2 separate regions of the Gossypium hirsutum genome follow, and region 1 is linked to region 2. Evidence: chromatin contacts called from public Hi-C data. All regions are on one chromosome and are shown on one strand. The core of a region is the stretch at or near the end of the contact, and the rest is flanking DNA. Distances in the headings are between cores, read along the strand shown. Region 1 holds the start of LOC107916524 (squamosa promoter-binding-like protein 2). Region 2 has its middle 5.2 kb from the start of TRNAS-UGA.

The links. Hi-C and Micro-C count contacts between places; a contact is called where the count stands out from the background.
Region 1: a contact with region 2 is called in a Hi-C map of leaf, with 2.3 times the contacts expected there. The contact joins the promoter of LOC107916524 here to the enhancer-like site in region 2. A contact is called at or near these places in 2 of 34 Hi-C or Micro-C datasets (callus and leaf).

Annotation. Positions count from the first base shown.
Region 1 is chrA01:94,781,588-94,789,116 of Gossypium_hirsutum_v2.1, reverse strand. It overlaps LOC107916524 (squamosa promoter-binding-like protein 2), which reads right to left and starts at 4,348. Exons shown (of 6, transcript XM_016845790.2): 1 at 4,207-4,348; 2 at 2,715-2,879; 3 at 1,781-2,520; 4 at 1,443-1,579; 5 at 921-1,187; 6 at 1-154. The coding sequence starts at 2,481.
Region 2 is chrA01:93,840,799-93,847,644 of Gossypium_hirsutum_v2.1, reverse strand. No RefSeq gene overlaps it. Among protein-coding and RNA genes, the nearest start is that of TRNAS-UGA, 5.2 kb to the left of the region's middle. Within about 2 kb of position 1,779, at least 4 of the 9 cell types and tissues checked have an H3K27ac peak or open chromatin away from gene starts, as enhancers often do. A contact at or near this core is called in leaf, where this site is marked.

The sequences.
Region 1 (7,529 bases), core at 3,099-5,598, 940 kb before region 2:
GACATACTGGTACTAGGGTTGACATGCATGGGGTATGCAATTGAACCGTGTTTTGGCTCACAAGAAACCCAGGATTCGTTTGACAGAAGAGAGAGAGCACGATGAAGATCTTGCGTCGTAGCCACGTTTGAATCAACTCTGGATTCTTCTACACCTACAAAATTTGACTAAATTTGTTGAGCTTGTATATCAGTTCCATAAGGAAAGCATCATTTTAATAACCATTAAAGGCCTTCAGAACCATCGCTCATCTCCCATCAGGATAACTAACATGTACCTCTGCTGAAAGTTAATTATTCAACATTCTGTCACATATGTACATCATATTTCGGCAAAAAACTCCAATCCCTCAAGTAGCATTACTCCATGTCCCATTGAGGGCAGCATGTCACTTAATGTACATTGATCATTTCATAGGAAACCGTTTCATCATCAAACATCTATTGCTAACTACCTAGACGCTATCCAAAAGTGTTCAGGAAAGGACTTGTAGCGTAAGGATCTAAAAGTCGAAAAATCATTGTCCTAAATCTGTTTATCCAAACAAAAAGAACCTTCACTTCCACATGACACAGCAAAAGCTTTATGAAATAAGTAGGCACGTTATTTCTTTACCTTTTGATGAAGAATTGAATATTTATTATCCTAACTTGGGAGAAAACAATTTTCAAAGGTAGAGACCTAGCAAAATTAGTGGCACATCAAGATTCTCACCTCTTTGGCCTCACACTCATCCTCTCATGATTGTGATCATGTTTTTATCTCAAGGGAGCATTCTTGGGGCATTTATTTTACTCCATATATAAGTTCATTTAAAAACAATTTGTGTTAAACTAGCACTAGAAGATAACATTTGTCATTAATCAAAATCAAAATGCATATCATAAATCTTGTTTCTTAGTAAGATAAACAAACCAAACCTTGGTTGAGAATGTCATCTGTACTTTGCTTGCCCTTGGTGGGCAGGAATCCATTGGAATCATGAGATCGCATTGTGATGGAATTCAAAAGCTCATTGCCAGGGAGGTTTGGCTGTCCATTAATATTTCCAACTTTTGTAGATGTATAACCTTTCATTTGAGAGGACTTGGAATCAAATGTGCCTTCCCATGAAAAAATTTCATTGGGTCTAGCATTATGAAGAAATGGCACTTTATTCCAGATGAAACTCATCTGTTGCTTCCCTTCTGCAACAAGTAGAGGCACAACTTATAAAGCCTTAACACATATACTTCAAAGCTGGGACAGCAATTATAATAGAAACATAGCATCCAATAAAGTAGGGTGACCCAAACTATTTGAGTATAAGATGTTATAGAATAAAATCAAGCAACTACTCAATAAGCATGAATTAAGTCACTCGCATAATATCTTGATGGACAAGTAACATACAACAAAATTAAATGCATAAAAAACATCAAATCTATGTCTGAAACTGGTACCATTTGGTGAAGATGAAAATCTTGTACCACTGAAGTGGAATGCTTCTGTCTGTGGTTTACGGCGTCTTGCATTGTGGTCAGAAAGGCGCCGGCGACAACTTCGCTTCTTTTCATCAAACTCCGACAGGCCATGGAACCTTTGACAGCATTAACATAACTATGATTTTAACATTCATCAAGAGTTCACAAGCCCAACAATAAGGAATCAAATACCTACTATTGGTTGATACTAAGATAAGTAAAACATCACCATGCAAATACACAATCAATAAAGAAAATATTCTTGGATACAATCTACTTCCAATGTAAAAATCATCAGAATAAAGAAAAAAGTTTACTTGCTACATTGTTGGCAGAACCGGCGTTCCTGACCATGTACAATGACCTTTGGACTCTTTGAATGACTTTCACAAATTCTGTGTTTCCGATGGTAATCCTTTGCTGAGGAGAGGTCAAAGTTACAGCCTTCAACTTGGCAACGCAGAACATGTATGCCCTGACAATTGGGTTTAGATCTCTTTGCTTGGGCAGGAGATTGTCCAGAAGTGGAAGAATAAGACAAATTCTTAGTATTGCTTCCCCCAGAAACATCTTCAAAGTATGTCCGTTTACCAAGCTTTAAACTGAGCAATGGCTCACCAGAGCCAACTGAAGCCTCAAGTGTTGGGGAAGTACCAGCCAGCTCAGCCCTGAAAGCTTCGTTCTGGTTGCTAATATCATCTGGGATAGCTTCAAAGGCTTCCGAAGTAAATTTGGTCATTTTTACCTCCCCCATAGAAGAAGAATTAATAGATGCCGATTTTGAACTTTTAGACATAGAAGCAAGGCCCAAATCTGAGGCAGAACCACCACTACCTCCAGCAGCAACAGAAGAATAGAAAGACCCAGAGTTCATTCCTCCCTCTCCATCAATATCCCACTGTTCAGGTCTGAGCTTCCTTGGAATTTCAGTTGGTGTTGCATTTAACATCATCAAGTTTTCCCAGTCCCATTGCAAAGGCGTTTTGGCATTCCAATCCATCGGAGAGATAAAACTCATAGAACACTAAGCACAGTCTTCATATAAAACAGAAGCAACCTGTCACCAGATCCTGAAAGTATAACCTTTGACGTTTGTTCAATTCATAAAGAAAATAAACAGGGCAAAGAAGACTCAATTATGCTAAATTCAACTATACATGAAGGAAACCATTCGTGGACTCCATATGAATACAGAGCATGCAAAACCAAAATTATGCGAAATCATTCTGTTATGTAAAGAACAAATTTTACCTATACATCCAACAGCATCAGAGTCCAATCATCTCTGTTTTTCAGATCTAGAGGAGTGCAACTTAGAAAAATGTCAATCCACTTTAACATAACAATAGTTCGTTCACCCCTTCCCCAATTTTTTTCGCTAAAAGCATTTGCTGATGACACTTCAAATATGCTTCACTGAAAAATGCAACAAATATCAGAGAGGTTGAACTAAACTAGCAACCAATTTTCAAGCCAAGCAAGTTTTTACGCAGATATCAATTTCCATCTTTCTAAAACAGATAACTTAACCAAGGATGCAAAAAAATCATGGATTAGGTCTAAAAATTCGGAGCAAGAAAAGTAGTACAGCTTTTCTCCTTTCATTCTGCAGACAATGACATGTTAATAGCATAATTCCAAAGGATCTCACTATTCACTCTTGTAATAAGTAAGCCTACACCATCCGGATAAAAAGTTTCACTTCAGTCCCAAATAAATAAGTGTGTGCATCAAAGCGCTCCCTAAACTTGCAACACTTGGACCAAAATCCTAGAGGAGTTTACCCTTATCTATCAACCCATCGGAAACTAACTACCAGGTTTTTGCACCATTAACAATAGGCTCTCTCTCACCAATTATTATAGGAAGCAGTAACAGTTTTCAAGGGGTAAAAGAAAAAAAAATCTGACGATTAAACTTCGCTGATGTTACCGTACTCTAAAAAATTTCACATCTTCAATAATTCACTTCAATAATTCAATTATCCGGGCAATCCCACAAAGTAGGTCCCTGACTGAGACCCACAAGAGACCGATGAATACTTGAAAAAAAATTTTGAATTAAACCCTAATCTACCATAAATCAAAAGTTATAGCCTTAAGAAGGGAAAAAGAAAGGTACCCAGCAACCTCTTCGTAGTTCTTACTCCTACGGAAAATATAAGAAGCAATCAACAAAAAAGTCAAATACAAGAAATGCATCAAAAGAGAATCATTTCAAGAAATGAAATTATACTCATAAGTCGTAAATTTATTTTGCATACAGAAGTTAGTAGTTCCGCACTGAAACAGAAACAGAAATAAGAAAACTAATTTCTTTTATAGAAATCATGACAGAAAATAAATTTTAGAAACTATCTGCTCCCTTACCAGCTATCAGCCATCACATCTTTATTCATTTTATAGTAAATAAATTTCAGCCAGAAATATAAAGTGAAAAACAAAAAGAAAAACTGTATATATAAAGAAAACGTAGTCGTTTTCCTTCACTTTCCCCAGAAAACTAGATACCAAAAGGAAAGTAACAATAACGAATTTATTGTTTTTTGAAAATGCATACATAATTTTCTTTTCATATTACCTTTTCTAAAGTTCAAATAATTGATATAATAATAGAAGGTATGAAGAAACTAATGTATCAATCTGAGGTGCAAAAACAAGATGTTTCTCCATTTTTAGAAATTCTAGTTCCTCATTATCACTCTCTTTATTAATCTTTTAAAAAAGAAAGAGAAGAAACTTACTGGTGAGTTACTTACGATCGCCCTCAGCTGAGTCTGACTCGGAGACTGAAAATAGAGGAAAATACAATGGCAGAAACAACTAAAGCGGAAAACAATACCTTCGCTTTTTGGGACGGAAGCATTTTCTTTCCTTACCGTTTTATTTTCTAATTTTATACATTTGAAAATCTGTAGTAATTAAAAATAAGGACACGTGGCGGTAAGAAGTACTTAATAGTGTTCGTAGCGAGCCAGAAAGGAATTTTCAACCGATTCACTTGACTCGGCTATGACGAGTCAACTCGACGATGACAGCTTTAATTCACTTCTTATCCACTTGGATCGACAGCGTGATTGGAAACTACGGCAAGATAAAGATTGATTGTGAAATTAATTAATTAAGTATTAAAATGTGTATTAAATTAAAGATGACGCTGCAATCAATTTTTTTTAACTCAATTTAAATTATTTAAAAAATAATTCCCTTCTGCAATCACTATCACCAGCTTAATTCTCATACTTAGAAGGCTTTCAAAGCTTGGTTAACTTCTCATAGGATTAAAATGACTATTTTAGTTCATTAATCTCATGACATATTGATTTTCCGTCTCCTCCTTAATCATTTCAACTCAGCAGCATGAAAACTTTTCCGAATTCTACGAATCAGCACAGGCAGGGCGATAGGTTCTCCTTGTTGGAAGGAAAATGTTAGCGGAGAGGTTAAAAACAATAGGGACGATGTTCTACAATGTAGTCACTACATAACCCTGGTTAGTCTTGAAGGAAAACCTCTACCCTGTGTGATATACTGCCATGGGAACAGCGGCCGCAGGGCTGATGCTATAATCTTTGCAGCCTTCAAATATTAGCAGTTTTCACTCTTGATCTCGGTTATCCATAAGAGAACATGTCACCCTCACCTTGGCTTGGAACGAAGTAAGCCGTTACTTATGCATTAACATTTTTGTTGATATTGATGGTGGTTTAACATCGTACTACACACAATCAATCTGTCATATAAATTGTTCTTCCAAGTGTTGAATTGTCAAACAAAGAAAATATTTAACATCTTTGTGTGTCAAGCTTGTGGATGATTCCATGTTCCGGCCTTACCTCATAAATAGTAGAAGAGTTGGGTTTAGTATTATCTGATTGTGATTCACAATGGTTAGCGAGAAGAAAACCAAAAAGCGGCGGATTAGAAGATCCATTGGTGACTTTAAAGTTCATATGCATTTGGAAGTGTACTTTCATTTTGCATGGTTGTGGCTTCTGTTACATATGACTTGCTTCTACCAGTTATGGCTATTTACTTGCTTTGTGCTTTTGCTTCTGATTTAGATGGGTTATGAGGCCACCACAAAACCAAGTGATGAGAAATTTAGCATAACTAATTGCATTAAAGCATTGTATAAGATACAAGACATTGAAGAGTGGCTCTATTTTGAATCTCTTCGAAGACCCCACCCTAAGGAAAACCTTTATCTCTTTAGAAGGTGGGCAAGATAAGGCTGACATGCTCGCAAGACAAGTGTGAGAAACATACGATGACTGTGTCTGAGGTAAGGGTGGTTGCATCACAAGTGCTAGGATTTTGACTGCAATTGTTTAATCTTAGGGAGCTTGTTTGTTCAAACATTGGATGTTCTAGTTGTAGGGTTACCGATGTTCACAGGCACGTGTCTACATGTAATTTTGAAGATAGTGGAATTGTGCTTTTGCATTGGGCTACATTCATTTGGTTAATGGTGACCACATTCATCTTCCTCGACTGTTTTAAATCTGTGGCTTCCCCCAAGGGAGTCAGGTCATCAGCTGAAGGGTGGCTTCTCTACATTTAAGCAATAGATTTAGTGTTGAAGATACAAATCTCAAGTGAAGGTCTATTTGATTAAAAAAAATTGTCAGCTGAAGGTACAAATCTCAAATGAAAGTCATTTTGATTAAAAACAAAACATGAGGTAAAAAAATGTCTTGCTAAAAGGTTAACAACTATAAATTTAGTGTTATTCCCTCGTAATAATACGAGAAAAAGAGTAAAATAGTGAATTACCAATTTAAATTTTTTTTAAGGTAAATTGAGTTTTTCAGTAATATTTGGAAAATTTTTCGAGATGAGATTCGTGTAATATTCATATATATATAATATGTAGGAAAAATTATTTTTATGGGAATTTTGAGGCATATTCTCAATAGGTAAAGGTAGAGAGTTGAATTATAAAATTATGGTTTCATATTCTACTCTATGAAACCTTTAAAATGGTATATCATATGCTCAAAATGGTTGAGTGATGAATGAAAAATGGCTTAGATCCCACATTGGTTAGATACCAAGTGTGAGATGTCTTTATATATGTGAACTCTCTTAAAAGATTATTGAATGATTAAGTTTGTAACCTTGCCTTGTGCCCAATGAGGGAATGTAGGTCCAAACTTGATAGAGTTAAAGCACACTTACATGATATAGGCAATGTAAAATTTGCTTATATGAAATTTTTAAATCAAATAGATTTTGTGGATTTTTTTTCCAAAATTCCAACTCAACTAGTTCAGGACTCCATTTGCTAGCCTCGCAGATAATTTCATTACCCTCGCGGGCAAGGTCACGTCCCTCATTACAAGCTTGTACACATGCTTCTAAAGCTACTCGATTAGCTACGGCACTCGGTGCATTTCTCTAAGGGTGTCCTAAAGTTCGTCCACCGAATTATAGTACAGAATCATCTCCAAAGATCTCGATCAAAGCAAGCATATGCCAAACGTGAATACCCCCGAAGCTACGGGCAGAACACCTGGCATAGCAACCCAATATTGAGTGAAATAAATACCACGGCTTTGACCTTTTTTAATAAAATCATCATGTGTAAATCAACAAAGCCCAAAGTTATGTCCCTTTCTCCCTCAAGTTTACCTACTACTGTACCAGCGTGAATATGATCTCCGCCAGACATGCTTATAAAAGGCCATGATTTTTGAAGGGTTTTATAAACTTATATTCTCTGATAATTTCTTTTGCCGAAACTCTGTTGTTCTCAAAACTCTTCTTTTTTCTCCTTCGTAGTTTCAAACATTTCGGTGATAGAAAAAGACATTGTTCAATTGTTGTAGAGGTGCTGCTACTTTGATCACTATTGTTGTTGTATCTTAGGAGACATTCGACCAACGTTACTCCAGGAATCGTAGGAGCGGCCGAATCTATCTTAAGGAAACTGTGTTTCATAGGCCTAAACATTTCGTAAAATCTTAATTCTCATTTATTTCCACTATTTATTATGGTCTTATTTGATTTTCATATTTGATAAATTATTTATAAATCATTTTATTTATATTTTATTACATATGTA
Region 2 (6,846 bases), core at 530-3,029:
TAAACATGTGATTTATTATATAAATAAATATGAAATGTGTTTTTGGGTGAATGTGTTTAATATGTGACTTGAATAATTTGGTTATCAACATTTGTACTAACACAATTTTGGACAGCAATAGTAGTGTGACTTCGAAAATTCACCAAAAATTAAGAAATTGAATTAGAAGTTAAGCCACATATGGTTTTAAATCTTATAGAGTCTAGTTTTCATTGGAACAAACAGAACTTGCATCCAAATTATACAATAAGAGATAACTATGAGGGAAGGTTGAATTTGTTAGTAGCATCCTTTGTTTCGATTTTGAAAATTTGTTAAGAATTGTATAAAATGAATTAGAACACAAGTCTTATATTTATAAAACTCTTATTAAGTATAGTTTCTAATAAAATAAATGGTGAATTTTTATAAATTATATTTTAAAATTAAATTATTTTTGAATGAAGAGAGGTCACAGTTGTTTGGTAGTAGGCCAGCAACTCTGCCCTAACCTTTAAAATTTGCTAGCATGTGTAAAAGCATAAATTTTGGAAATTTTGTGGTTGAAAGGTTCAAGAGTATAATTTTTAAAATATCGAACAGATTTTTATTTTGAATTTTTTGGATTGACAAATAAATAATTTATTGACAGCTACTCAAGTAGGCAATTCTGTTTTGAAAGATTAAATTTTGCTAAATATAGACATATTATGTCATAATGACCCATTGTGGAAATGATTATAAAAAATAAATAAGTGTAGTGACGATTTATATGGATATATGATATGAGTAAATATCATAATGTGCCTTACTAGACTTAGTAAAATGTTAACATACAATTGACATGCCAATTAAGGGCTATAGCGTGTTAGAGTTTTGTCATAGGTTTCACGCTTATGTGCACTTTTTATCACCTTTGGGCCTTGCACTTATTTGCATTATGGTGTGGTGTAGTTTATGGTCTTATGAGCTCTTTAGTGTGGTGGAGGGATGTTTTATGCTATTTTACAGTTTAGCACTTTAGTGCTCATTGGTGTGGTGAAGGAGTCTTGTATATGCGAGTCAGTTTTACTAAAGTTTATTATAGGCGATAATGGATTAAATGTTGATAATTAATTTTAAATGTGACTATAGATGGATAAAAGCAAAAGTTAAGGTCAAGAACTAAATGTTTTATTACTAAAATGGATGAAAATAAGGTAAATGTATAGCTAAGAAAATGAGAATTTAAATTGATAAGGTACTCTAAAAGTATATGCCCTAGTTAAGGAAATTACAATGGAATGGATGGATCCAATTGAAAATAAGTGCCATAAATGATAAATATATGTATATGCATGCTTTGAAAAGTTTAGAAATAAAGCTTTAAAATGAGGGAGAGTAATCTCTGCATGAACTTTTCATAAGCTATTGCCTAATGAATCATTAAAATATAAGTTGGGCCCCAAAATTCGAATAATTTAAATGAATTAGTCACATGCCATATATTTTACTTACTATGTGCTAAGTTAAAAACAAATGATTGGCCTAGTGGTTGAGTGCTCCAAAGTTATCTTAGAGGTCCTAAGTTTAAGTCACCAATTTAACATATTTTTAATTAATTTTTTTGGTGAAATTCCTAAGTCCTAAAAACACCTTTGCCGTCCACCCATACATGCCTTGCTTAGGGAGTTTTTTTTCCATCTTTTGTTAGTCAACATTCCATGTTTAACCAAACATAATCCTCTTTTTCACTCCCTTGTCTCCTTCTCTTCCCTTTTCTGTTTACAAATGCCTTGTGTGAGGTTCAATGAACCTAGACATGGTTGACCATAATCCTTCTCACCCAATTTGGCATACCCTCCCTCTCATTACTATCCCACCATTAGCTCATCCGCAACCTCTCCCTTTTTCATTTTTTCTCTCTTTTTGGTTACCCTTCATTTTTCTTTTTATTTTCTTTTCTCTTCTCCTCCACCGTAGCTAGCCTTGCACCACCACCACCTCATCGTCAAGCCACTGCCTTGCCGCATCTTCCCTTCCCTTTTCTCTGCAAGCGTCGCCTCCTCCACCATAACACCCACCGTGCACCACCGTGCATTTTATCTTTTTCTTATTTTTTTATTCTATTCTCTCTTTTTTAAAAGAAGTGATCGAACCCACCTCTTTTCTTTGCCCTCCACCAGAACTGTGCCTTTATCAAGGATCATTGTCGCCGTCACCACCGTAGCACCATCACCGACAGTGGAGATCTCTTCTTGTTTTCTTATTCATTTCAAATACTCATTATTTTTATTTTATTTTATTTAAATCCTAATTTGAACTCTACCTTTCCTTGGATTTATTTTCGAATAAATCCACTTCTTAGATCATTTCTTCTCCTTTGATTCGTGATCAAATCGTTTCGTTGATCATCCGTTTCATTCATGTTAGAGTAAGTATTAAAGGAGTGTAGAAATAGTTTCTCCTCTCTATTATTTTCCCATGGCCGATAACTTAAGGGAGGACCTTAGTGATTTATTTTCATAATGATTAATATTTCATACATATTATGTGTAGAGGGGTCACTCGACATCAACTTGAGAGGCCGTTAGCCGTTGGGATTAAATCGCTAATCTGAGAGATCTTTTAAGGATAAGTGTTAATAATAATTGATAATCGATTTGTTGTATTAACCTTAAAGATGATAGTCTTAACTCAAGATCGCCATTTGTTGTTTGATTAGGAAATCTAATTGTAGATCCTTGACTGGGTGTTCTGGGAGATTAATTACACATCGGATCAAGTGTGAGTTTTAACACTAAATTAATTAAGAATATTATTATATTGATAAAAATGTTGCAATTAAAATAATGTTGTTTGATGGGGATACTATATGTATCCATAAAGTGAGATAAGTCATCCTTATGAATTTCTATCAAGTAAGTGTTTTTCTTAAACCGTATACTTATGAAATGTATGTTGTGTGATATTGATGTTTGCTAATAATATGAAAAATATGCATATTTCATTTTCATGTTATGTGATTATATGAAATATGTGATATTCGTATGAAATATGTGATATTCGTATGAAAATAAGATGTGAAAATTTGGTACCTTGAGTACATATGTGATTTGCATGCTAAACATGCCTATATGATTTTAAGTGTTTTGGCCATATCACATGCATGGGGTGGGATGCCTGAAAGATGGAAGTATATGGTAGTTTATCTGCATTGATGTGACACAATTCATGATTCTAATTATATGGCAGTTTATCTACGTTACTATGACACTATTCACAATTTGGTGTGTTGTTTGGTCGAGTTCTGGGTAAACTCGACTATGGTGTGTAGCGGATATGGGGAGGATCATTTTTACTAAAATCTACATTGTTTTATGAATTATGCATTGACATCATCATGCGTGATATGCTTATGAAATATTGAGATATGTGATTTTATGACTTTGTATAGTATATGTTTTATGTTGTGAATGAGTTTGAGTTAATCTCAGACTGGCTAAAAAAAAGCTCACCCCATTAGTGTTTCAACTTTTCAAGTAGCACTCAAACATAGGACTTGGATCAGCTCTTGGTGGAGCCTCTCGGAAAATTTTACATCATTGATATTTATTGGACTTTTAACTATTTGGATTGTAGGTTGTGTTTTTGTGGACTTTTGGACTGTGGACTTTAACTTTATTTTGGTTATGATTTATATTTTTATGACTTTAAACTATCACACATGCATGCAAAATTATGAGATTTTAAGTGTTTTTAATAATGCCATTTTTCTAAATTAATTATGTTTTTCCTAAATTTTAAACAAAATGATAATTTGTAAATTTCCTAAATAGATTTATGAAAATCGTTGCGGCCTTCTTTGTAAGAAATCATTTTTATAATTATAATATAAGATCCTTCATATTTAGATGTTTTCAAACAACATTATAATTAAATGACGCTTTTCTTTTTTAAAGAATAAATACATTTTACTAAATATTTTTCGAAAAGAAAAAATTAGTCAATCTTAGAAATTTTTATGATTTCAAACTCAATCCTCTATTTTTTTCAAAATAAATAAATAATTTCGCACGTCGTTAATGTAATTTTCAAGATTCGGCCATAACGTCTAGGTCAGGTTTGGGGTGTTACAGACTTGATTAGTATAGCTTTAGAATTTGGCTGAAGTGAATCTTATATGACATGCTTAAAGGGGCTCAACGTTAATAAGGAATAGGATAAGTAGGTTTATTGTCACACCTGGATTGTCAAATTAAAGTTTGGATTATTTGAATCATATTCTTAGCTTATTTAAATTTATTTCGATTTGATCCTATGGAATTATTTTGTGCAAAATTATAATGATTTTAGTTTAATTTGGGCAATATAGTAAATTGGAAAGTCCTTGTATGGCCGGTTATTAGATATTTGGGTTTCAACTAAATTAGTTTAATTGTAACTATAAGATTAGATAAGTGGATGAAAAAATGTTGATGTCCTTAAATTTGAAAATGTTATTTGAAGATAGTGGGAAAGGGTAATGGGGGATATATGGAGAGTAGTTAACTGGGGTTAGAGATTGTGCTGGAAATTCATTTTCATCTTTCATTCCTTTATTGGTTATTTGCTCTGGAACGATGAGAATAGAAGGGAAGAAACCGACTTGCATGTGGGTAGGAATTTACAATTTAGCTGGATAATCGTGGAATTTACGAATTTTTATTAAAGCCGAAGGAGGAGGTCCAAGCATCAAAGAAAATTTAATTGGATGGAGGAGGATTCAACTTCTTGGTATTTTGCTGGTGAGTTCTTAAACTCAAACTTTCAATTTTTGTCTTGCATGTTTCAATGCTTTGAGTTGGATTGTGGTCCTTGGAAAATTATATTGCATGTTCTGCTAATGATGAGATGTTGCTCTATTATGAGATTTTCTACTGAAATATTGATGCATGTTAAGTGTTGAAGTGCAAACACATGTCTGGTTATGAGCACAGGTTTGTGGTATTGATGAACTATATGCTAAGTAAAATGTTATTGATCAAGGTATTTTGTTGAACCTTCTTCTGATTGTAATGTATACCAACATTTATGCTAAAATGTTTGGTATACTTTGTTGTGTGTCACTGAGTTGTATGATTAGCTGAACGTGTGGGCTTGTTGATTGTTGAAAAGAGTTATTTTGATGATAATGATTTGTATGCGGAGCATAGGAGGTATCTGATGATTTGAGATGAAGGAATAATGAGATGTCATGTTGTGCACTTTGTGCCACATATTGTTTGGCTTTACAGAGGTTCAATTGGGATGAATTGAGATTGTATATGTATAAGTTATTTAGCTTTGCAGAGGTTCAGATGGATAGTACACAGAATGGCCAAGCATGGTCAAGTTATAAGTTAAGACAATCAGCAAGGACTTGTCTTCAAGTTACAAGATAAGACAGTCCACAGGGACATTCCTCCAAGTATGAGTCCGTAGGGACATTCCCCCAAGCATGAGTCCACAAGTATGTATCCACCAAGTATTAGCCCGTAGGTATATAACCACCAAGTATGAGTCTGCAGGTATATATCCACCAAATATAAACCTACAAAATTATCCACCAAGTTTTATGCTATATGTCTATCTGCAAGATTAGCTCAGACTATTCAAAATATATTCATACACAAGGCTACCATCAGTGACTTGTTTATGGCGTGTTGAATATTATACTAACCACTCTTATATGGGAGCTGCAAATCATGTTCAAGCTGCTCATCATGCAATTATGTCTATATGAGTAATGTAACACCCCTAACCTATATTTGTCACCGAATTAGGGTTATGAGGCATTACCGGTCATATCAAAGTTCATATAGATATTCATTACATTTCACAACTCAAAATTCAATCACATCAATGCTTGTAACTTAATCAAATATCGAGTCTTAAAATCATAAAATTCATAACATTGCATAATTAAAACATAATTTAGCATATATCAAAACATATTATATACAGAACATTTAACAAAACAATTATTTCATTAGTTGAATATCAAACCTTTTATTATATAGCTTTTGCACATGTACAAATTAAACATCAAACGAACCATATTTCACTACTAAATATTTCATTCATTTATGTGGCATTGGTGATATATAAAAAAAATGACCAAACATGCTTTAGTTACCATTATACCATGTTCATATTTCCTAATGTCAAAGCCATATCTAAGCATAATTACCGAATTAGTATTATCTTATTCCATTAATTGATTCATGACTACACCAATTCACATGTTATGCACATTAATCTAAGTTAAATTTACCGCACGTTATACTAGACATTCTTGCACATATACTCATTTAAAAAAGCATCATTTCAAGACCAAATATACTTCTTCTCTTGACACAAGTTTATGCATATATGACCATATTGATTTGAGCCATTTTGAGCACAAATAACACCAAAAGTACACCTAATTCGTATGCTTAAAATACATACACATAACCAATCACTTAACTACATATCCGGTTATCCAAGATAACTTCAATACATAACATAAACCATATCACATGCTCATTAATATGAGTCTAATACTTTAGTCGAATATACTTATACACATTATTCACCATTTCTAAACCATTTCACTAATGCAAGCATGCCATTTAAAATTGACTCAAAGTAACCATATCAAATTGACAACTATCCATAGTATAGCATAGCCCACACATAACGAATACAACCAATTTCAATATTAACATATAACTAAACAATTAACTACATGACTAAATCACCATTGTCGAATCACAAATTAGATTAAAACCATCATCTATATTTACAAATTAAGCTAATACATGACTGAAAATCACTATCATTAGCATCATTAACAATCCACAACCAAAACACATCCATCATCCA